Regions from separate parts of the Mus musculus genome. Here all the other regions are linked to region 2. Evidence: chromatin contacts called from public HiCAR-type, HiChIP or PLAC-seq and promoter capture Hi-C data. All regions are on one chromosome and are shown on one strand. The core of a region is the stretch at or near the end of the contact, and the rest is flanking DNA. Distances in the headings are between cores, read along the strand shown. Region 1 overlaps A730004F24Rik (RIKEN cDNA A730004F24 gene). Region 2 holds the start of Lyplal1 (lysophospholipase-like 1). Region 3 has its middle 63 kb from the start of Gm35023. Region 4 overlaps A730004F24Rik (RIKEN cDNA A730004F24 gene). Region 5 has its middle 26 kb from the start of Gm35341. Region 6 overlaps Tgfb2 (transforming growth factor, beta 2). Region 7 has its middle 120 kb from the start of Gm35023.

Region 1 (3,004 bases), core at 447-2,946, 410 kb before region 2:
CTCCTCCATAAGGACTAGCTTTCACCAGAAGTTGCAAGTGAACTTTTAAGAAAGAGGTAACCAAAAATCTTACCCAGATATGATGCCTATGAACTGCATCAGAGACCAGCATAGCACTTAACCTCAAGGGTGCAGTAGTGGATTCATACCCTAGTTGTAACTGATAGCTCTAATTGAACTTAAGGCCTGCTCCAACAAGCGGGAAACCATGCCTGCTACTGGAAATCTAGCTAACTACTCAGGGTCAGCAAAATCATGGACCTTGGAGGCAAACCCACACCATTATCTTACTAGACCAGCATAACTCCTAACTACAATCCAAGCAGGTAAGTATAATCTTCACCCTCTGACCAAGAAAACTTCTCTTTGCAACAGATGGAGACCTTTACAGAAAACCACAATTAATCGGAATGCAGAGCCGTGGAGCCCAGTCCCAACAGATACATGCAAAGCAGCTACTTCAGCAGAAGTTCAGGAAACACTTCAGAAGGAGGAAAAGAAAGATTGAGAGAGCCTGAGGGTCAGGGAGTTTGCTGTGAGATTTTGTTTTCTAGTAATGTCTGAAGATACACCCCTGAAGTCTTATCAACCTGACTGCTCAGCTATGAGTTGAACATGGATGACATCAATGAATGTGCCAAAGCAAACAGAGAAGTCTATGAGTCAGCCCTACTCGAAGGACTACAACCAAGGAATGCTGGGAATGGGAGAGATAGTCTACCCTTGGGAAGAGCACACCAATTGGTTATCCAATGCCAAAAGGTCAGACCTGAAAACATACATACAATAACATTGTATGGACTGAACAGATATTTAGTAGTATATACATATTATATACATACACACTTAGTCATGTAATAACATTAAGTGAAAAAGGAGGTAAGAAAAAAGTTCATGGGAAGGCTTGTAAGGACTGAAGGAGTGGGAGAAATATTGTTAATTACATTATAATCTAAAAACAATAAAAACAAATAAGCCAGCTAATCAGCACTTCAGCAGAAGTTACATTTTGCGTGCGTGTGCGTGTGTGTGTGTGTGTGTGTGTGTGTGTGTGTGTGTGGTGAAGGGGTCATGTGTGTGTAGAGACTAGAAGATTGCCTTAGCTACTGTTCTTTAGACACAGTCTGTCCGGTTTTTGAGACAGTCTATCACTGACCTGGAAATCGCCAAGTCAGCTAAGTTAGCAACCACGTGAATATCAGCATCGACTGCCTTGGTCTCCCCGCTGCTGGGCTTAGAAGGGTGTGTCTGCATATACAGCCTTTTAGACCTGACTTCTGGGCCTTGCATCAAGGTCCTCGAACTTGCAAGGCAAACAGTTTACCAGCCTTGCTCTCTCTCTCCAGCCCCCAAGTCACATTTAACCGTTATTGTTAAATAATGTAAGTCACTGTACCTTGTATTTAAATTTGGGAGGATAAGCAACCACAATTTTATCCAAATTTTATGCCCTAATTTGTTATTAGAGCTAAACTATTTTGTAAGGATCTAAATTGGGAATTAACGTAACCGTTGGCTTTAAATCTGTTATTTCAGAATACAAAAATAAATTCAGGCTTCTTCTCAGAACCTTAGCTACTGAATTAGTAAGTTGTTGTAATACAATTTAAAAGTTAACCAATTTCACAGTTACCAAATACAAGGTCACGCATTGTTCATCAGCAAGGCACAAAGTTGAAGCTGTGTATTGCGGGAGCCCCATCTCTTTAAGCAGATTTCCACCCTTGTTCCCTTAATATGAGTATAAAGAAACTCCAAGAGCGACATTTGTCAATCCTCAAAGTCAGAGTTCTGGCAGACGCCGTAGTTCAGAGAAGGAGAGGCAAATGGCTAGAGCCAGGCATGCTCTCTGGTAGTTAAACCTTTCGACATGGACAAAAATATATTAAAAACACTCTAGCCTGTTCTTTTCAGTTTTTCCTTTTCCACAGAAAAGTATAACTCGGGAGGAACTGCCTATTTTTAGATGGAAACCTGCTGCTACAGGAAGTGATTCATCTGACCCCTCCTTGGTATCCGTGGGACCCTCTCACTCCTCCAGGGTCAGTGTGTCCACTGGTCCTTCACTATCTACCCAGACCTCTGAAATTGTCTTCATTAAAACTAGACTCCCTCAAGTCCGCAAGTCCCGAGGCAAGAGGTGATAGGAAACTTTGCTGAAAATGCAAAGCCAGACTAAATTGCCGTCCTGTTTTTTAGGTTAAAGAATTCTGGCAGGTCATTCTTTCTTTTCCAAATTAATTCTGGGTCGTAAGCTTCTATTAGCTGGTATGTGTGAGCGCCACATTGCTGACAAGAAATAGGAGCCTTGGAATCTTGTCTGTCTGCCTAACATCTCCCAGACCCACTGGAGAACCCAGAAAACCTCAGATCATCCAAACCTGGTTTAGATAAGCTGACTAGAGCTGCGGCGGGCTGGGGAGTTCTCTAAGCATTGCCCAGCCATACTTCACTAAAGGAAGAGTCATGTTTGCCTTTTATGAAAAGGCAGGGCCAAAAAACCAACATTCACTGGCTTTCCTTCCATCCAAAACTTTCCCCACAATTCTCTGCCAACTCATGAGCTGAAGTTTCTTTTCTTTTCTTTCCTTTTTTTTCTTTTTCTTTTTCTTTTCCTTTTTTTTTTTTTTTTGGTATGGCTGTTTTTCAAATACAGGAAGATTATGTGGGACAATTCTCAATGGTCTTGTTGTGCCATGTGCCTCCCTTTAGTTTAAAGTCTCCCTGTAGATCTGTGGCCATGGGCATTTGTAAGAGCTCAGGAACCAGTTCAAGGGCCACTAAAGCCATACCCCAGCATAGTGTTGCTACCGAGGCAAACAAAACTATGTGGAAAGAATACTATAGCTGTTGATAGCTCCTTGGGGCCTACATATTGTATTTAGAAGACATAGAAGGGTTTACATCAATGGCTACCATCAGCAAACATTGTCTATGTTGAATTTGCCGGAATAAGCTAACTAAAGGAGCAGACTTAGGTAGCTTCTCTCAGGGAATGACCACC
Region 2 (2,700 bases), core at 68-2,567:
CAAGCCTAGCCTGCAGGTAGGACTCCAGTCCCTATTACCTTCCTGTTGTGGCTTTTATAGTGAGTTGGCCCTTGTAAGGAAAGCCTTCTTTTACTGCCTGTCTGGATGGAGTCAGTTAGTTTCTCCTTTTCTATCTGTCTCTTTTAACCAACACAGTGTTTTCAAAGCTATTGGTATTCTGTATGGATTCCATCCCCACAGTTACCTGGCAATAGCCAGGTAGGCCGACTCACTACAAAAGGGGCTGCTTGGCCCCTTCTCCCTCTCCTGCCTCTCGTGTTCTCTTACTTCTGCTTCTCTCTCCCTTGCCTCTTGCCCCATTCCCCTCACCCCTCTCTACACGTGCTCATGGCGGGCCTCTGCTTCTCTACTCCCTGCCTCTCTCTGCCTCTTCTACACTCTTAACTCCTCTCCCCATGCCCTGAATAAGCTCTGTTCTATACAGGGGAAAGGACTGCCTTGGCATGGGCCCGCTGAGACATATCCTTCCCCCACACCCTGCCAGAACATATTGTTATAGCTCTTTATCTTTTTATGATTACAACACAAGCTAGTCTATTTTGTACTGGGATGGGAATTCTGTCTTTGTTAGCAGTGACGGTACTTACTGGTACACGCATACCATGTATCCTGTCCATCCGCGTGGAGATGGCATGGGGGTTGTTTTATCCTTTGCGGTCTGTAAATACCACCGCAGATAGTGATGTAGGAGCCTCTATCTAAGTGCCTGATTTGTTCTTTTTAGGAAGGGGATGTATCCAGAAATTGAAGTTGTGGGTCATTTAATCCCACACTTATTTTCATGTTACTTCCTGCTGCCATCAGCCACGCACAACCATCTCCAGCTTGTAATCATTTCCACTAATCATTGCCCACAGTTTTGCTAACAGCCATGCCAAAGAATGTGAAGTCCTAGCTCATTAAATTAGATCTATCTGTTAACTATTAGAAAAAAGACAAAGACACACACACATACAAAAGAAATTATTATATGGCTGGGTCACCCTGTGTGCAAAAAGCTACGAACATCTGGTGCAAGCCCCAAAGCGGATGGTTATATAAAATATGGTTATATCTGTAAAAATTTAAAGACAGTAATATTTCCCAAACTGGGTGATCCTGAGCTTTAGAACTGCAGTTTAAAACCTGCAGCAAATTCTCGGGACTAAAGTTTATTCTCAGTCATTACAATGGAGGAACCTGACCTAAGGAAAGCATTCCTCAGCAGAATCCAGAGCTGAGCACTCCTTCGTCAGATTTAGGGGCGGGGCGCCAGGCACGGCGCATGCGCACACCCATGCTGGTGCTGCTTGCCTGCGCGCGCGGCCCCGTGACGCTAGGGACGTGGCCGCGCGCCTTGCCATCTCTCCTCCGCCATGGCTGCTGTGCCCAGCGCTGTTCACCTGCCGCGTTGTGTGGTGTCCCCGACCGGGAGACACAGTGCCTCGCTGATCTTCCTGCACGGCTCAGGTGCATTACAGTCTCGTGGTCTCCGACCCGCTCGCTACAGTAGGGGAAGCACCCTCTTCTCGGTCCCCCAGCGCCCAGGGTCGCCCGAGGGCTCCTCTTTCTGTATAGCACTCATCTTCATCCTCTTCCTTCCTTCGCTGGTGTGCTTGACCCGTGCACCCACAGCATGGTCGAACGGCAGTCCTTACCTAACCCCAAGTTCAGTCATAGCACCATATCGGTGTAAGTCTCCAGGCACGTGGATTAACCACTGTTTCAGGGTCGACCAGCAGTGATCTGACATACATACCCCACCACACACCCCTATTGCAGGTCCTAAGCTGTTGTCTGCCTTGCCGGTGTCATAGAGACGTTTTTGGATCATATTTACACTGTGTAAGTGTATGCTTAGCACCACCAGCGGGTTTCCCCTGCGCCTCCCACCTGTCTTTTTTGATGGTCCACCACCCTGGTTTCCCCTATGCCCTCTTGTAAAACCTTCGAGGTAAGTATAAAGTCCGCTTCATTTAGGGAGCACCCTTAGAGGAAAACACAAGAATCACCGACTTAATCCTTGCTCACTGTGCTTGGTTGGCCCGGGGTAAGTTCTCAGGAAAGGAAAAAAAAAAAATTTTTTTTTTTTTTTTAATTTAAGAAATGAGATCCAGGCGGTGTCCTCAAGGGGCCTACCTAAATTTAAAAACAAAAACAATTCAATTAATTTGAGTCAGCAGTGGATAGGAGATCACAAGATGGTGCATGGGCTACTGCCAAGAGAATAGTAAGGAAAGAAAAAAAAATGGGGTTGGACATTGTGAATGAAGGGCTTGTCAGAGCTTTTCAGGAGCACTGCGTTATGCTGAGGCCTGTGTAGGCTTAGGGGACTAGAACACGACGGGATTGGAGTGTTCCCTCCATTTTGAAAAAAAAAAACAAAACAAAAAAAAAACAAAACGGGACTAGAAACGCTTTCTTGCTGTTGCTTAAGGAGTAGTGAGGCTGGGTTTGAATCCAAATGTCTGACTTGGAATTAATATTCTGGGGGGAGGGGGAGGGAAACCCTCAACTATGGTGTATCATTCTAGAAATAGAGTAATAAAAGTTGTGTAAAGGGAAAGGCCTGGCACGAGACTTACACCTTTATAGCTAGCTGCCTAATAATCCAGCACCCAAGAGAATTCAGTGATGAGCATCCAAAATTCCCACATAGTAATTCCTTCTCGTAATTAATTCAGTGTCTTTAGAAAGAAC
Region 3 (2,761 bases), core at 140-2,639, 440 kb after region 2:
TACATTTTCTTAAGCCTCAAACAACTCAAATATAAGAATTGCCACCCTACAAATGAAGAAACACATGCCTGGGAGATTAAACAATAAATGGGAAAGCAGAGCTCCTCAGTGCACATCTCTGAATCCCAACACCAGGGCATCCCTGTCTTCTTCTACCCTCTCAGGAGTGACTGGCCACACCACCTGGGAGGCCCGGGAGCTTGACTCTGGCTGGTCCTAGGCCAACTACGAGTTTTGTTCTAAATCCTCCACTGATTCAGCCAGAACTCTGGTTACTCTACAAGAGAGCATCCTTTCTGTGTGTGCTCTGTGTGTGTGAGAGCGTGTGTGCGTGCGTGCGTGTGTGTGTGTGTGTGTGTGTGTGTGCGCGAGTGTGCATGTGCGTGTGCGTGTGCGTGTGTGTGTGTGTGTGTGTGTGTGTGTGTATGCACGACTATGCATGTTCATTCACCCGTGTGAATGTGAGCACATGTGTGCCCATCACAAAAGGGAAGGTCAGAGGACAACCAAGCTGGTGTTGATTCTTATGTTCTAAGCATCTGGGACAGAGCCTCCCCAGGCAAGCTGGCCTTTGAGCATCAGCGATCCTCCTGTCTGTACTTCCCAGGAAGGAACAACGCTGGGACTGCACAAGTTTGAACTACATCATCTCCCCAGCCTGGGAGTTCCTTGAATATGCTAACAGACATATTTTTTTGAACTCAGAAGTCTAGTTATAAAGAACAGCCAGAGGCTTACAATCACCTGAGTCTTGTTGCTTAGAGTATTCAGGCTTAATGATCACTCAGATCTGAATGCTACACAGTATCTCCCCGGCTGGGGCAGCCCAGGGCCCAAATTGAACTTTAGGGTGGGATGAAAGTTAGGAGGCTGCTGAAGAGAAGGGGATGTTTGCCAGGACAGCTGTGGAATGACTGGCGTGGAAAATAACAGTATGTGGTCTAAGTTCCTTGAGTTCTCTGAAAGAAAGAGCAATTTTAAAACTCGGTTCCTCAGCTGCATGTCTCTGGTGCTCTGGCGTCCTGTGTTCTCTGGCTGCGGCTCTGTCATTTTTCCTTTCCTACATTTTAAGAGGAGGAAGAAAAGGACTGGGATACAGGGGATGGCCCCTCATTCGGGTTTGTATGAATAGCACAAATGGGGATTGAGATATTTTTAAAAAGAAACAGAAACAGACATAAAGTTGGGTGAGGGGTGGCATTATGGAGGTTGGTGAATCTGGGATGAGTTAAAGGAAGAATGGTGAGTGAATATAATCAATATGTATTCTATAAAATTCTCAAAGAATTAATAAATTTTTAAAAGTTGGTTTAGCAGGCCCTTAGCCTTCCCGCAGTGCCTAGTCTTCGAGCGCCCCCTGCCGTTCACCTCCAGTACTCGGCCTTTTCTCTGAGCGCACCTCTTTTCAGCCTCTAGTTATAAAGGTTACCCGGCTACCAAGGCATACACTGTGCTGCTGGGTGTACAACAGGCTTGGAAAATAGCAAAATTAAGTTGATAAAAGTTGTTTCCTGTAGGAGTGTCTCGGAATTCAAGTGGAATGTGGTTCACTAGAAGGTTTAAATAAACCTTCCTTCTTAAACATCTACTTTATCATGAGAACGGCACTGTTTATTCCGCCGGCGATATCTCGTGTCGAAATCTAAACAGTATTTCTTCTCTAATGGAAGCGAGACAGAAAGCCTTGCCAATCAAACAGGCAAGAGAAGCCGGCATCAGACAGCTGGTCTCTGTTTTCAGGGATAAAATTCACATTCATTCACCCAGGCTGGCTCAAAATTTGGAGACAAAGCCGGGAGAAGTCAGAGCTGCAGGAGAAAGTTGCCTTGGTGATTCTTCGATTCTCTCCTTTCTCTCTTCTTAAAGACAAAAAAAGAGAGCGGGGAGGGGAGAATCCCATAGAATCTAAAAGACACAGCAAACAAAAAAATAAAGCAAACTGAGCCCTGAATATATCTGACAATGAATATATTCCCAGTCATTTGTGGATCGTTTAGTTTGGAAGGAAGGTTTCACGCTGTAAGTTGGTCATGAATTTGAACTCACTGTGTAGTTAGTGTGTTTGTGTGTGTGTGTGTGTGTGTATGTGTGTGCATGTGTGCGCGCGCAAGTGCATTCGCTTGCATACACGTGTACACTCTTGTGTGCACATATAGGTGTAGTGTGGGTGACTTTGTGTACCAGTGGGTGCAGGTGTGTAAGCTTATGTGCACCTGTCATAAGGGGCCTATGATCCCTCTGGAGCTGGAGCGAACATAGGTTGTAATTCGACTATTTATGGGTGCTGGGAACTGAACCCCAGGTCCTCTGCAAGAGCAATAAGCACTCTTAACCCCTAAGCCATTTCCTGGAGTCCTGATTTTTTAACTTCTGCCCATGCCTAAGTCCTGCTATAATTTCTCATTTGCTTAGCACTAAGAAGAATTTACAGATATATCCAAGTGGCAGCTGGTTTTGACATTGGTGCCTCCCGGATATTCAACTGACCTGCTGTGTTTCAGAGAACCTGGCCACCCTCAGGACCCTGCATTTCAGATTTCCTTAGAAGTATTCAGAAGTCCCTGATCACCTTCTGGCTGCCATCCCTCAAGGGGTGGCAGGCGTTGCTCAGAGATACTCCAGCCCGGTGACTAATGATGTTTTAAGCAAGTCTCTATTAGCCGTAAGGACAAACAAAAGAGCATTCCTGTCTCCTGTCTCCCGAGCCAAGTACCAAGGCTTTGCTGAAAGGAGATATCTGACTGTGGAGGATGCCCAGTGA
Region 4 (2,932 bases), core at 76-2,575, 390 kb before region 2:
GGACTGTCACCTGAAACTGTGAGGCCAACCAAGACTTTCTTTCTCAAAGTTGGTTTTGTTAGAGTACTTTAGCAATGCTATCTGGAAATGAAATGAAAACAACTACTATGTAAGATATTAGTAATGTCAATTAACCATTACAAAAGCTTTGAAATTGTCACTATCATTATGCTCATTTTAAAAGTAAACCCATATCCATGACTTAGATTTTCTCAATTAGAAATCTGCTTTTCAGTTAACTAGGATTCCTCTTCCCAATGTCCTCTGCACTTAAGACACTCGAGTTGCTTGCACTTCTGTGATGGAATGCCCAATAGTAGCAACTTACAGGAAGATTGATTGTCTCAAACTTTGGAGGATTCAGTTCATCTTGGTGGGGAAGCCACGATAGGGCAGTTTAGTATACATCTTGGATGGCTGGGAAGCAGTGTGAGAAGTGGCCACTCCCAGGAACCCACCTTCACTGACTAACCTCCTCTGACTAGATACGGAAAATCAAAGTTTCTTGACCATCTCAAATACCACCACCAGCCAAGAATTAAGTGTCAAAACCATGAGTCTATAGTGGACATTTCAGGTTCAAGCCATTACAGTGTGGTGGGGCTGGGCTTTGGTCAATGGATGTAGCTGGAAGGATTGGGTGGCAGTTTCAGAGAACTTGACCTAAATAATATTCCTGCTCTACTTCACTTTTAATTACACCAACTCTCACTCTTATCTCCACCGCAACCCCCTCTAAGATCCCAGAAACGGAGATTTGAATCCTAAGGCTCTAGAGACCATGTTGAATCTTGAGGAAGAGGCTCAGCCCTTAGGGCTGCAAAGTTATCCTTGAGACCACCATAAAGCCAAGTATTTAAGCTATTCCCTTAAACAGCACACATTCATATGACAGAGCCATAAAGCTTTCTAGTGTGTAACATGGACCCAATGTTAACAATAGGAGGATATTGTCTAAAAGCACATCAATATTAAATGAAACATCTCAGTTTTCCCATCTGGAGCGGCCCAAGCCCATCACCACTGTGTCAGACTAACCTCAGGGGAAAAGAGCTCTTTTCTCTACAGCACTGGGTGTTTAAGGTAGATGTGCTTGGTCCTTGGAGACAGTGGGCATCCTTTCCAGTTAGTCTGTTCTAATTATGTTTGACTAGGGCAAGTAATGAATTGGTTCTAGACAAGCACATGCAAATGGATGTCAGTCAGAAGGAAGAACTCATGAAGGTCGGTTCAACCTTCATTTTCATTCTTCTAATGCCTGCACAAAGTGGACTAGGAATACCAAAGCTCTTGAAGATTTGCATGAAAATGATCTCCAGCTGCCCTGGCCATTTGTGTGAAGGAAGTGCCCTTGAAGGCCTTGCTATGCGGCTGTGTCTATGTCTATGCAGGAAGCTGCATTGCTGGGGGCTGCATATGCATTCCATCACCCACACAGTTCAGATGGGGGAATCACATGACAGTTCTTTGGCTATTTAAAGTAAGTGTGAGTCTTAATTATCTTCAGAACACTCCAGTGCTATGCAGAGCACTAATCAATAAGACAATAATTGGGTGCTTTCTCACTGCAGATGATGAAGCATGGAGCCTGGGAGACAACTTGACTTCACATGCTACCACTCCAAGAGAATTAATTAAAAAAAAAAAACCAAACCTATTAGGTTCCTAAGAGCTCATCAGAGATACATGATAGTTATAAATATTGATGGTTTCATGTATGGTCAACAGCCATGCACTATACTGGAAAATATCATTTATATAAAAATAAAAACCAAAAAACAACAACGAAAAAATAAACCAAACCAGGGCTAGAGAGATGTTTCATTGGTAACGGTGAATGCTGCCAATCCAGGGAGAGAGAGGGAGGGGGAGAGAGAGAGAGAGAAAGAGAGAGAGAGAGAGAGAGAGAGAGAGAGAGAGAGAGAGAGAGAGAGAGAGAGAGTAAATCAACTTAAGGGGAAAAAAGAATAAATCAAACCAATAAAACAAAGTAATATCAATCTGTATGAGTAGTTATATCAATAAATAAACCAGACTCCTAGGAAGAAAATTCTCAATTTTCAGAGCTTTATAAAGGTTGATCTGAAACAACACCAAGGTATATTATATTTCTCTGTGGGATGGTGACTATCACAAAGAATTGTGTTTTCTAAATTAATTTTTTTGTTGGTGATATCATTCTTATCAAAGTTATATTACAATTTTATGAATAAAATAACTCCAAGGCACAACTACTAGAAGAACCCGAATGACGTAGTCCTGAGTTTGGAATCACACTCAGTGGTTGAGGGCTTGCTGGGAGTGCATGGGCTTTGATATTGTTGTCATAGGAACAGTAGGTGTGAGGGGTGAGGGGTGGAGCAGAGTGGGGGGTTTCGGGAGGGAGGGTGGCGGTTAGGAAACTAGACAGTCCCAGGAGGCGTTTAAAAATATATATTATGTTTAATTTATGTATGTGGGTGTTGTTTTGTTTGTATGTCTGTCTGTGTACTGCATGCATACCTGATGTCCATAGAGGCCAGAAGGGCCAGAAGAGGGCACCAGATCCCTTGGAACTGGAGTTACAGGTGGTCGTGAGCCACCATATGGATGCTGGAAATTAAACCCGGATCCTCTGGAAGACCAGCAGCAGATGCTCTTAACCTGTGAGCCAGCTCTCCAGCCCTGAGGAGAGCTTTGCTTTCATGGCCCTGAATGACTTAAGCCATGAGTTTAGCATCAAACATCTCTGTGTGTTTGTTTTTGTGTCTGAGTGCCTCTGTGCTATGGCTGCATGTGGTGTCTGTATGTGTGATTACCTCTGTGCTGGGGCCGGTATGTGGAATCAAAAGACAACCTGAGAGTCAGTTTTCTGCTTCTACCATGTGAGAGACTTGGGGTTGAGTTCAAGTCATCAGGTTTCACAGCAAGCACCTTTACCTGCTGAGCTATC
Region 5 (3,105 bases), core at 299-2,798, 320 kb before region 2:
CCGTCATGTCTCATTCTGAACTGCTCAGTAGAAGCCGGGCTTATGTGTTCACATCTGATCAAATTCAAAGTCGCCGGAAAGGGAACACAGGAACACGTGTGGGAGTTAAAGGCAGTGAAGATCACATTCCTGTCAGCACCTGCGAGGTTGTCTTTATATCCTTCCTGGTTCCTTTGACTGGTGTTGGTTTAGGCTAAAATTAGTTTGCCTTCTATGCAGATCCTAGCTCAACCAATCACAGCTTATACCTCCTTGTGCTATCTGCCTCATGTGTAGGGTCTCTGGCCTGTCTTCCTATTCTATTAATTGTAGGTGTTCTCCCTCTCCCTACCTTCCTCTCTCTCCTTCCCCCTTTCTTTCTTTTCCCTTCCTTCATTTCTCTTTCTTCCCCTCTTTCCTCCTTCCTGTCTTTCTGCTCTTTCTGCATTCCTTCTTTCTTCCTGTCTCCCTTTCTCCATCTTCTCTCTCTCCAGACTCCCTTCCTCCCTCCCTCCTTCCTTCCCTCCCTCCCTCCTTCCCTCCCTCCTTCCTTCCCTCCCTCTCTTTCTTCCTTCCCTCTCTTCTGCCGCATGTCTCTGCATGAGTGGCCTGCTAGAGGGTTATGATCCCTTAAAAGTGAAGGAACTAAAGGAAAATAAAAGGAATGAAACTCTCTCCTGCAAGGCATTTTAAACAGCTTTGGAAAGAGCCTCCAGTTTCCCTGACATGAGTGCAACATCCAGCTTAGCCTTGGCTTCCTGCAAGCACTGAGAGAAAGGAAAATGCATTCTTTGTTTGCAAAACCCACAAAGAACAATTATAATTGCATCCTATTATCCTGCCTCTTTAGCTTCTCTGAGAAGTTAGGGTTTAAATAACAGAATCAGGTTGTTTTGTTTTGCTTTGTGCTAGGTGGGTGGGGCTTGTTGTAAGTGGTGACAGGTGGAACGCACCCTGAACAAATGGACTGAGCACAATGAGCCACGCCTCTTCAATTTCTAATGAAAATCCCACATACATATTTGATCATTTTAACTGTGGTGGACTTTTTTTTTTCTCCACTGGCTCAGAGGCAATGTAAAAGAAGAGATAAATGATTTGCCTTCTAATTAAAAAAACAAAGAATTGAGTGTTAATTGTTTTGGGGTGCAGGTTTTGATGGGAAAAAATATTCCCTTTTCAGTTTCCCGGTTGGAGGACTTAGAAATTCCCGCCAGTGCACATGTGAAAGCTATGCCAGCCTGATTATTTCAGGATTTTTTTTTTAAATGTGGGTTAACTTGGGCTAAATAATGTTCCTTTTTGGAATCTACCCTTCCCCTTTCCTTGGATTCTAAGGCCAAATGTAAAAAGAGAGCTAAATTCGGAATTAGGATGTAAAAGGGAAAAAATGCAGATAGCTTTCTGGCGCCAACAGCCTCAGAAAGCAGGGCCCGGAGTGCTTTGCATTTTGTTCGCAAGATTTGGAAGTGGACCTAAATTTCAGAGATGCCGGCCTCTGGGAACCAAAGCACCAGGTTTAGCAATCTGCCAGGATGAGGGGGAGACAATCTGGAGAGCCAAAAACCCAGCTCGCCTGTGGTATGGTACAGCCCTGCTCTGCCCACCCACACTGCCATTGCCACACACGCCCCTGCAAGAATCCATGGGACCCGAACAGAATCAAAACTGGGCAGAGCCCCTTTGGCAGTCAAAGCACAGGATGAGGTTGCTTCTTGGCTTTGGGAGGCAGCAAGGCTTGGTGATTTATGGCTGAGCTCAGAACAGGATAATGAGCAGCCTGCAGGTGACTAGCAAGGCGATGGCTGAAGGTAAGGGCTGAGGACCACAGGCTTTGTGGAGGCTTGGCTTTGAGCCAGATTTATACACAAATCTTGTGAATAATTACACAGTGGTGCCTCCCTCCTTGTCCTGGTGTCTGATGTCACCAGCTTCACTTAAAGAGGCCTGGGAAACAAAGCCTGACTTGAAGGTTACCTCTGTTTCTTATTTATTTTCTCTCCCTTTTTGCCCCTTTGCCATGCATCTCCACCGGGCTTTACAGAGTTGGCCTGAAGGGAAACCAGCAACCACATTAAAGACAAGGATGAGGAAAGGTGACCTGCTAAGCTTAGAACCCTCTTAACCTTTCGTGTTTGGGAGATTTCAAGAACTTCTTGCCTCCTGTGCTTCCAGTTTGTTTGTTCTTGGCACTGGGAAGTTTCCTGTTTTGAAGAAGAAGATGAAGAAGACGAAGAAGAAGAAGAAGAAGAGGAGGAGGAGGAGGAGGAGGAAGAGGAAGAGGAAGAGGAGGAAGAAGAAGAAGAACAACAAGAAGAACGAGAAGAAGAAGAACGAGAAGAGGAAGAAGAAAGAGAAGAAGAAGGAGGAGGAGGAGGAGGAAGAAGAAGAAAAGGAGGAGGAAGAGGAGGAAGAGGAGGAAGAAGAAGAACAAGAAGAAGAATGAAAAGAAGAAGAAGAAGAAGAAGAAGAAGAAGAAGAAGAAGAAGAAACAAAACAAACAAACAAACAAAAAAACCAGCTTACAAAATGCTTGTGAAGTCTTCTCGGCTTTCAAAACTCCAAAACAGTATTTTGATGACTTCACATGTAAATGAATAAAAAAAATGTGAGCAACATTTCCTATAAAGCATATATGGGCTTTAAATAAAATAAGTGGGGCAGCGCTTAACTAAATATACTTTAGTTATAGAAGATGAAAGGTATTTGAAACCCCGCTCGAGATGTTTGCTAAGTCTACAATGAAGCCCAAATTCAACCATTCCAAGTGGAAATGCAAGGAAATAATTTATTATTAAAATAGTTAAGGAGTGTGACCAGGCCTTGACTCTTAACAGCCTAAACGATCTCCACCAAGTGATTGGAGCAGTGCTGTAGAGCATCATGGGAATGGAGCTGTTATGATTTCAGATAAGAAGTGTCACCCTGAAAGGCTCGTGTGTTGAAGGTCCCTAGAGCTGGTGGTGTTAGTGAAAGGTGATGGAGTTATGATAGTGCTGATTTCATTTTCAGATGACTCATGGAGGAGTTGGTAGCTGATGAGCTATTAGAAGCTTACCTCAGTGGGAGAAGTGTGTACCATGTCCCCAGCCCCTTCTTCTTTTTACCATGAGGGAACCCATTTTG
Region 6 (2,922 bases), core at 347-2,846, 510 kb before region 2:
CATTGTATGGATAAACCAGCCATAGAGGCAGGAATGTGCAGCAGATGTTCTACAGAAAAGACTCTGCCCCTTTCAACTGCCTTCCTGATTATGCCTATGAGCATTGGAGGTGTGTATTGATTTTCCAGGTCACATATGAGACAGTCAGAGTACAGAATACATAAGGGACAGCAATCCAGGGACTCACAGTGTCTCACTGTTGACATTACATGAGATTATAAGTCATCAAGACCCATCTCATGGTGCTCGAGGTTAATGGAATAAGTGAATGGGTCATTTTTCTGACTGAAGGTGAGGTGCATACAAAATCAACTCCAAAATTCCTTCTGCTTTTTCTTTGAACAGAAATGTGCAGGATAATTGCTGCCTTCGCCCTCTTTACATTGATTTTAAGAGGGATCTTGGATGGAAATGGATCCATGAACCCAAAGGGTACAATGCTAACTTCTGTGCTGGGGCATGCCCATATCTATGGAGTTCAGACACTCAACACACCAAAGTAAGTATCTGGAGTGTTGGTTTCTCCTACTCTTGCCTAAGTCAGTGATGATGGCCATGATGATGATGATGCCAAACTCAACAGTTGCTGTAAAATGCAAACTGTATATTTAAGATAAATATCTTTTTTTGGTTGTTGCTTGCTACTTTTTTTCCTTTTGGCACAGTATCCAATTGTGTAGCCATGGCTGTCCTGGAGCTTACTATATAGACCAACTGGCCTTGAATTTATGGCAATCCTCTTGCTTGTGTTTCTCAAGTGTTGGGATTACAGGCATGTGCTATGACATTTGTCTCTCTAAATCTTTCTGACTAGGACTCAAAGTGAAGATATAGCTAAGTATTTTATCACGTTACTTTAATGAGGACAAAGGGCTAACTCAGCAAGAAATTCAACATCAGATGCCATGTTTCCCCAGCCCAGAGAACACAAACTTTTTCTGTATACTAATATATCTAATATATACATTATTCCATGAGATTCCTCTCTGTGGCTCATGGTGTAGAATTTAAAGATGGGAAGGACTTCAGAAACAATCTTGTTCAAACAGAATTTCTCTATAGACAACGGAATCAGGATATAGATGCTGTGACTGCCTAACCCCAGATAAAAACAAATCTGCGGTGACACAGACCTTGGACTGCAGCCCTGTTTGCTTTATAACCCAGTTCCTGTCACTCCATCTCTCTGAGCTTAATTCCTAAAATGTGGCTGCGAGTAGAGGTTTCTGCTCTGCTCTTTATGCTTCTGTAAATCTCCTTATTAAAGAGGCATTAGGAACATTGCTTTCACTGCAGGGTAGGAAAATGAATCTGCTGCCAGAGAGATCACATTGGGCTATATTCAAGAGTTAGGGGTTATCAATTATTTTAGACAATCTATGTTACAAAAATGGCTCCTTTCTGCATATGAAAGATTATGTATTAGTAAATATGAGGCCTGTTTATTTATAAATGCCTGCCTGGACTGGAATTGAAGTGGACAAACATGGCTTCCCCTCCTCCAGTCCCTTTCCCAGTGCCCCTGTAGGCTTGGCACTCGGGGGTGACCACGTGCTTGGCCATGTGAGGGAAGCTGGCTCATGCCTGTCCCTTTGTCTAAGCTCTCTGGCCAGCCTGATTCATCTGGACCGCAGCAGCAGTAGTTGTAACGCAGGCAGGACCTGGTTGCCAAGTCGAAGCGTAATTCTCCTCCCTGACATACAGAGAGAGTGTATGCAGGCTGAGACCTGGCTTGTTTTTCAAGGAGAAGGAAGAATAACTGTCATGGTCACAAATATGTGGTTTGGATAGATCCCCAAGAAGCCAGGGGTAGCCTAATAAAGTAGGCAGTGTTGCTGTGCTCAACAGGCCTCTTGTCCTTGGTTGAAAACATCCCAGGGAATCTCGAGGAAAAGGTCACTTGTTTGACTAGCACATTAATGGCATCCTTGGAAATGTCTCTGTCACCACTGGGTGACCTACACACTTCCATCAGTAAGAGTCATGCACCTCTGTGATGGAGAAGGGGATAAAGCTGCAGAACCACATGCAACACTTTCTCTTCTGCCTTAGGACTTGCTATTTAGTTCTTGAACTTAGTCACTCCCCATGTGGCGTGAGGAATGGTAACAGAGGGTCGGGTACTATGATTGCTTTAAGTGACCTGTAGGAAAGTTGAGCAACTGGGACCAGAAGTTAGTGGTTTGGGGGAAGGGTGATCATGATGATGCACACCTGAAATTCTAAAACTCAAGAGGCTGAGACAGGAGGATTGGGAATTTATGGCCAACCTGGGCTATATAGTGAGTTCAAGGTCAGCCTGATTTGTGATATAGTGTAGGCAACCAAGGTAAGGGCTGCATCAAAGTGAAACAAAACGAAGAATGCCTGTGGCTTTCAGGTTGCTTTTTTCTCCACTCTTAGCATCCCAGTAATTATGCAGTCATGGTAAGAAAACAGATTGTTTTAAATGAAAATGTAAGTTGCATTTCATTGGCCCGTGAAGACATGTGGCTGACGACATGTGACTGACAGATATCCTGCTGCAGGCAGGTATGCTTTCTATACCTTGGGGCAGATAACAGTTCTTATGTGGATTTCAATGGAAAATCCTCTATCGTTGACCATCCAGATGAGACTTCCTGGACTTACAGGGCATAGACAAAGTGAGCAGAGTCCCTGAGTCCCAGAAGCTCTGAATTGATGTGGCGATGTGAAATGGGTATCCATGCAAACTTTGATTCCGAATTTATATAGGAAAAAAAAAATAGCAGGAAGCCTGAGGCCTTTATGTAACAAAGGCCAGTAGACTTAGTGGGAAAAAATTAGAAAAATCTGCTACCTGAACAGTTTGGTCCAATCTTTTTTTTGATGGAGTCATTTGTTTAATACATACACAAAGAACCAAAGTCAACTTGTGGGAAAATTCTAAACTTGCTGTTG
Region 7 (2,950 bases), core at 221-2,720, 380 kb after region 2:
TTACCTCACATAAAATGTTACATAAGAGGGGAAGTTACAGAAGGATGTCAATAGTAAGTCAAAGCTGCACTTCATTCTATAAGATCATTATAAGTTCAAAGCAACAGTTATATATAGACTTGCTTTGTCATAGTGTACACCTGTGGCTTCATCCTTGGATCTGACCTAGAATAAATGTTTTTCTTTGATCACAGATCTACCACAGCTTATTTCTCTTCTTAGTGTAACTTATGAAAGCTTATTGCATTCCTTATTATTCAGCCTTTACTTACTATTCTATGAGGAGGGGCACATTCTATTCTTGATTCTAACTTTGTTACATCTTTCTGACAAAACCATCTCATTAAACTTTCTTCTTAAAATTATTTGAATCAAAGCAGGAATGCTATGATTAATTCACCTAATAAAAATTCATCTTCATGTTGATCAGCAGGAAATTTGCCCAATAGGATGAGCTGATGCCCAAAATTCATTAGGCTATGTAATAGTGACAGGAAAGGCATGTCAGCAGCAAGAAGCAATTCTGGAATGAGGTATCCAGGGCTGTGCCTCTCCTGAGTGCACCCGATGCAGTCATACAGAATGTGTGGCCATCTCCAGGAAACTTACCTTGCTTGCCATACCCTTCCCTAGATGACCTCTGTAGTGGGTTGGTCTGATGCTGCTTGTACTCTAATTCTAAATACTGGTTCCTTGAGATGTGGTTGCCCCCAAAGAGTAGATCCTCCTCAGGTACTCAAGGGTACTCAAGTGATGCTATGTGAATCTTCTCCTCAATCTAACTGATCAATAAAAGTCTAGAACTTGTGATTGGACAGTGTAAGGAGTAAGGTGGGACTGGAAGTTCAAAAGAATGTTGCAGGTAGGGAGAGAGGAAGTTGGTGGAGGAGGAAGCCACCATGGACCAGAACTGCACAGCCAGGAGAAACAGCAAGTAACAAGGGGCTTTATAGCTGGGGAATAAGTTAGTATAGCCCTAGATTTGCAGAAGCTAGACTGTGGCTTGGAAATAAAATTCCTGGATTGTGTGTCTTTTATAGAGACGTATTAGGATTATAAATTCCTACTATACCTTCTGTCAGTGGAACTATTGGGAAGTGATGGAGCCTTTAAGATATGATGCCTAGGCAATAAAACCTAGATTATTGAAGATGTGCCCTTGGAGGGGACATCGAGAGCCTTGCCTTGTCCTGCTTTGCTTTGCATCCTGGTCACTGTGGGCCTAACAGACCATTCTAAATGACCATAAATTGAAATCTCAGAAACCAAATAAGATTTTTCATCTTTGTGAGTTTGTTATCTCTGTATTCTTGTCACACTGATGGAACAGTAACACACTGTCAATCAGAAGGAACAGCAAGAGGACTGGGAAAGCAGGCCCTTGGAGCTAGACAATGGCTGTGAAAAGTGAGCACTGCCCCTACAGGGACCTGAGCTCAGTTCCCAGCATCTAGGCCAGAAGATTCATAGCTGGAACACTAATTCCAGAGGTACCTGATGCCTCTGGCCCCTGCATGTACATGCCCTGCACCTCTGCATGCATGCACAAGCACACACGATTAAAAATAAAATAAATCCTTTAAAATAAATAGACCCAGAAAGAGGTGGGGGTTATCTATGTTGGGTTGGAAGTGTATTTTTAGATCAGGAGATCATGTTGTTGCCACTTCAGTTTTTAAACATCCTAAAGTCATCTCCCAATCCCAGTAAATCAGATCTGAAGGAGAAGTCTGCTCAGGTACAGCACTGTCCTAAACGTTCCAGCTATCCCAGAATACAGCCAAGTTAGAGAAACAACAGCTCTGCCATCAGCATCTAGGGGAGAGGCAGAGGTGACAGAGAAAAGGCCAAGCTCTGCACCGGCCTTCCCAGAGCCAGTTCCACAGCCTCTGGAAGCCCAATCTACAGCACTGCTTATCCACGCTCACACACTCGGGTTGGCACTCGTCCTGACTGTTTCTAATGCTGCCCAGAGGGCAAACCGTTCCTGCAAGCGATTTCAGTGAGTCAACTGAGTATGCATAACTGAAAAGTTGCAGGCACAGCAACCAAGGCAGCCTTATTCAAAGACAAAGAGCTGTAATGAGAATAGACTAGAATTAGCCTCTGCTCAATTTCCAAGGGTAAAGAGCAACTGCCTCGCGGCCACCAGTGAGCCCCGCAGATGCCAAAGGCTTGGCATGGGCTAGGTTCAATTGTTTCTAAGGAGAACAGGAAATATTTATTTAGGATTAGAGGCAGCTGCTTCAATGGGACAGCTGGGGATGCTGGAAGATATAATTAAGAAAATTGTATGAGGGAGGTCTGGAAAGAGACCAGGAGGCAGGGGAGACTAGGTAAAAGTTGTTTGTATTGGGTTCTTCTGTGGGGGCAGCTGAGTGTTACTAGGCACTTAGAGGAGAAAAAGATAAATATGGCATCTAATTAGCAGCTGACTTGGGGGGTTGCGAGATCAAATACAGGGAGAATCCTATTATAGCTGCTGCTGTTGGTCCTCAAAACCCTCTTGTTGAGTGACTGCACCCATCCTAATGAGTGTCTGCTAGAGACAAAGGAACGCTGGTAACTCTGTCTCCGCTCAAGGCTCTTTTGCCTCCCCTTCTAGAAGGGAATGCCCTCTCCTAAGTCAGTGGCATTTGGGAAGGGATCAGCTGTTAAGATTATCATCATCAAAAAGTATGCCAGAATTACCAGAAATAAAAGAACTGAGCTGTGTGGAAAAAGAAAAAAAAAAACAATGACTCTTTTTGTTTTCTGGCCATATAAAATTTGAATTGTTTTAGCAAAATAAGGAAGTAACTCCTTTGCCATCCCACCTTCTGTAACGTGTATAGACACTGAGTGGTTGTTTCATCCTATGCTGGGACACACCACTGTCTTTTGTATCAAGTTAAAACTGATTCAATAAAAGAGAATTTATTATCATTTTTTCTGTGATGGATGTGTGTGT

The links. Promoter capture Hi-C pulls out the DNA fragments that hold promoters and counts their contacts. HiCAR-type assays count read pairs that join an accessible place to other places. HiChIP or PLAC-seq counts read pairs in DNA pulled down with a chosen protein or histone mark.
Region 1: a promoter capture Hi-C map of 3T3-L1-derived adipocytes shows a contact between it and region 2, with 5 times the contacts expected there. The contact joins the enhancer-like site here to the promoter of Lyplal1 in region 2. A contact is called at or near these places in 8 of 39 promoter capture datasets (the 3T3-L1 cell line, 3T3-L1-derived adipocytes, embryonic stem cells and 3 more), 1 of 115 datasets of contacts at active chromatin or transcription factors (stem cell-derived neural progenitor cells) and 1 of 9 other capture datasets (liver).
Region 3: an H3K27ac HiChIP or PLAC-seq map of stem cell-derived neural progenitor cells shows a contact between it and region 2, with 3 times the contacts expected there. The contact joins the enhancer-like site here to the promoter of Lyplal1 in region 2. A contact is called at or near these places in 11 of 39 promoter capture datasets (the 3T3-L1 cell line, cranial neural crest, frontonasal cranial neural crest and 6 more), 5 of 484 Hi-C or Micro-C datasets (the AtT-20 cell line, myocytes, nephron progenitors and 1 more), 12 of 115 datasets of contacts at active chromatin or transcription factors (SST interneurons, astrocytes, cardiomyocytes and 7 more) and 3 of 9 other capture datasets (adipose tissue, liver and pancreatic islet).
Region 4: a promoter capture Hi-C map of embryonic stem cells shows a contact between it and region 2, with 3 times the contacts expected there. The contact joins the enhancer-like site here to the promoter of Lyplal1 in region 2. A contact is called at or near these places in 8 of 39 promoter capture datasets (the 3T3-L1 cell line, cranial neural crest, embryonic stem cells and 3 more), 3 of 484 Hi-C or Micro-C datasets (embryonic stem cells and nephron progenitors) and 1 of 115 datasets of contacts at active chromatin or transcription factors (embryonic stem cells).
Region 5: a promoter capture Hi-C map of hippocampal neurons shows a contact between it and region 2, with 2.4 times the contacts expected there. The contact joins the enhancer-like site here to the promoter of Lyplal1 in region 2. A contact is called at or near these places in 11 of 39 promoter capture datasets (the 3T3-L1 cell line, 3T3-L1-derived adipocytes, cranial neural crest and 5 more) and 3 of 115 datasets of contacts at active chromatin or transcription factors (embryonic stem cells and stem cell-derived neural progenitor cells).
Region 6: a contact with region 2 is called in a HiCAR-type map of astrocytes, with 2.4 times the contacts expected there. The contact joins the enhancer-like site here to the promoter of Lyplal1 in region 2. A contact is called at or near these places in 7 of 39 promoter capture datasets (the 3T3-L1 cell line, cranial neural crest, hippocampal neurons and 3 more), 5 of 115 datasets of contacts at active chromatin or transcription factors (astrocytes, embryonic limb bud, embryonic stem cells and 1 more) and 2 of 9 other capture datasets (adipose tissue and liver).
Region 7: a promoter capture Hi-C map of the 3T3-L1 cell line shows a contact between it and region 2, with 2.5 times the contacts expected there. The contact joins the enhancer-like site here to the promoter of Lyplal1 in region 2. A contact is called at or near these places in 10 of 39 promoter capture datasets (the 3T3-L1 cell line, 3T3-L1-derived adipocytes, cranial neural crest and 5 more), 2 of 484 Hi-C or Micro-C datasets (muscle stem cells and nephron progenitors) and 2 of 9 other capture datasets (adipose tissue and pancreatic islet).

What each region holds. Positions count from the first base shown.
Region 1 is chr1:186,528,018-186,531,021 of GRCm38.p6, reverse strand. All of the region lies in intron 1 of A730004F24Rik (RIKEN cDNA A730004F24 gene), which reads left to right. Among named protein-coding and RNA genes, the nearest start is that of A730004F24Rik, 29 kb to the left of the region's middle. Within about 2 kb of position 1,696, at least 2 of the 459 cell types and tissues checked have an H3K27ac peak or open chromatin away from gene starts, as enhancers often do. A contact at or near this core is called in 3T3-L1-derived adipocytes, where this site is marked.
Region 2 is chr1:186,115,927-186,118,626 of GRCm38.p6, reverse strand. It overlaps Lyplal1 (lysophospholipase-like 1), which reads left to right and starts at 1,317. Exons shown (of 5, transcript NM_146106.2): 1 at 1,317-1,470. The coding sequence starts at 1,377.
Region 3 is chr1:185,680,694-185,683,454 of GRCm38.p6, reverse strand. No RefSeq gene overlaps it. Among named protein-coding and RNA genes, the nearest start is that of Gm35023, 63 kb to the right of the region's middle. Within about 2 kb of position 1,389, at least 24 of the 459 cell types and tissues checked have an H3K27ac peak or open chromatin away from gene starts, as enhancers often do. A contact at or near this core is called in neural progenitor cells, neural stem cells and stem cell-derived neural progenitor cells, where this site is marked.
Region 4 is chr1:186,509,109-186,512,040 of GRCm38.p6, reverse strand. It overlaps A730004F24Rik (RIKEN cDNA A730004F24 gene), which reads left to right. Exons shown (of 2, transcript NR_131158.1): 2 at 1-203. Among named protein-coding and RNA genes, the nearest start is that of Gm35426, 24 kb to the right of the region's middle. Within about 2 kb of position 1,325, at least 6 of the 459 cell types and tissues checked have an H3K27ac peak or open chromatin away from gene starts, as enhancers often do. A contact at or near this core is called in embryonic stem cells, where this site is marked.
Region 5 is chr1:186,431,969-186,435,073 of GRCm38.p6, reverse strand. No RefSeq gene overlaps it. Among named protein-coding and RNA genes, the nearest start is that of Gm35341, 26 kb to the right of the region's middle. Within about 2 kb of position 1,548, at least 30 of the 459 cell types and tissues checked have an H3K27ac peak or open chromatin away from gene starts, as enhancers often do. A contact at or near this core is called in hippocampal neurons, where this site is marked.
Region 6 is chr1:186,626,460-186,629,381 of GRCm38.p6, reverse strand. Tgfb2 (transforming growth factor, beta 2) reads left to right here. Exons shown (of 7, transcript NM_009367.4): 6 at 346-499. Among named protein-coding and RNA genes, the nearest start is that of Gm35546, 41 kb to the right of the region's middle. Within about 2 kb of position 1,596, at least 37 of the 459 cell types and tissues checked have an H3K27ac peak or open chromatin away from gene starts, as enhancers often do. A contact at or near this core is called in astrocytes, where this site is marked.
Region 7 is chr1:185,740,806-185,743,755 of GRCm38.p6, reverse strand. No RefSeq gene overlaps it. Among named protein-coding and RNA genes, the nearest start is that of Gm35023, 120 kb to the right of the region's middle. Within about 2 kb of position 1,470, at least 30 of the 459 cell types and tissues checked have an H3K27ac peak or open chromatin away from gene starts, as enhancers often do. A contact at or near this core is called in muscle stem cells and second pharyngeal arch cranial neural crest, where this site is marked.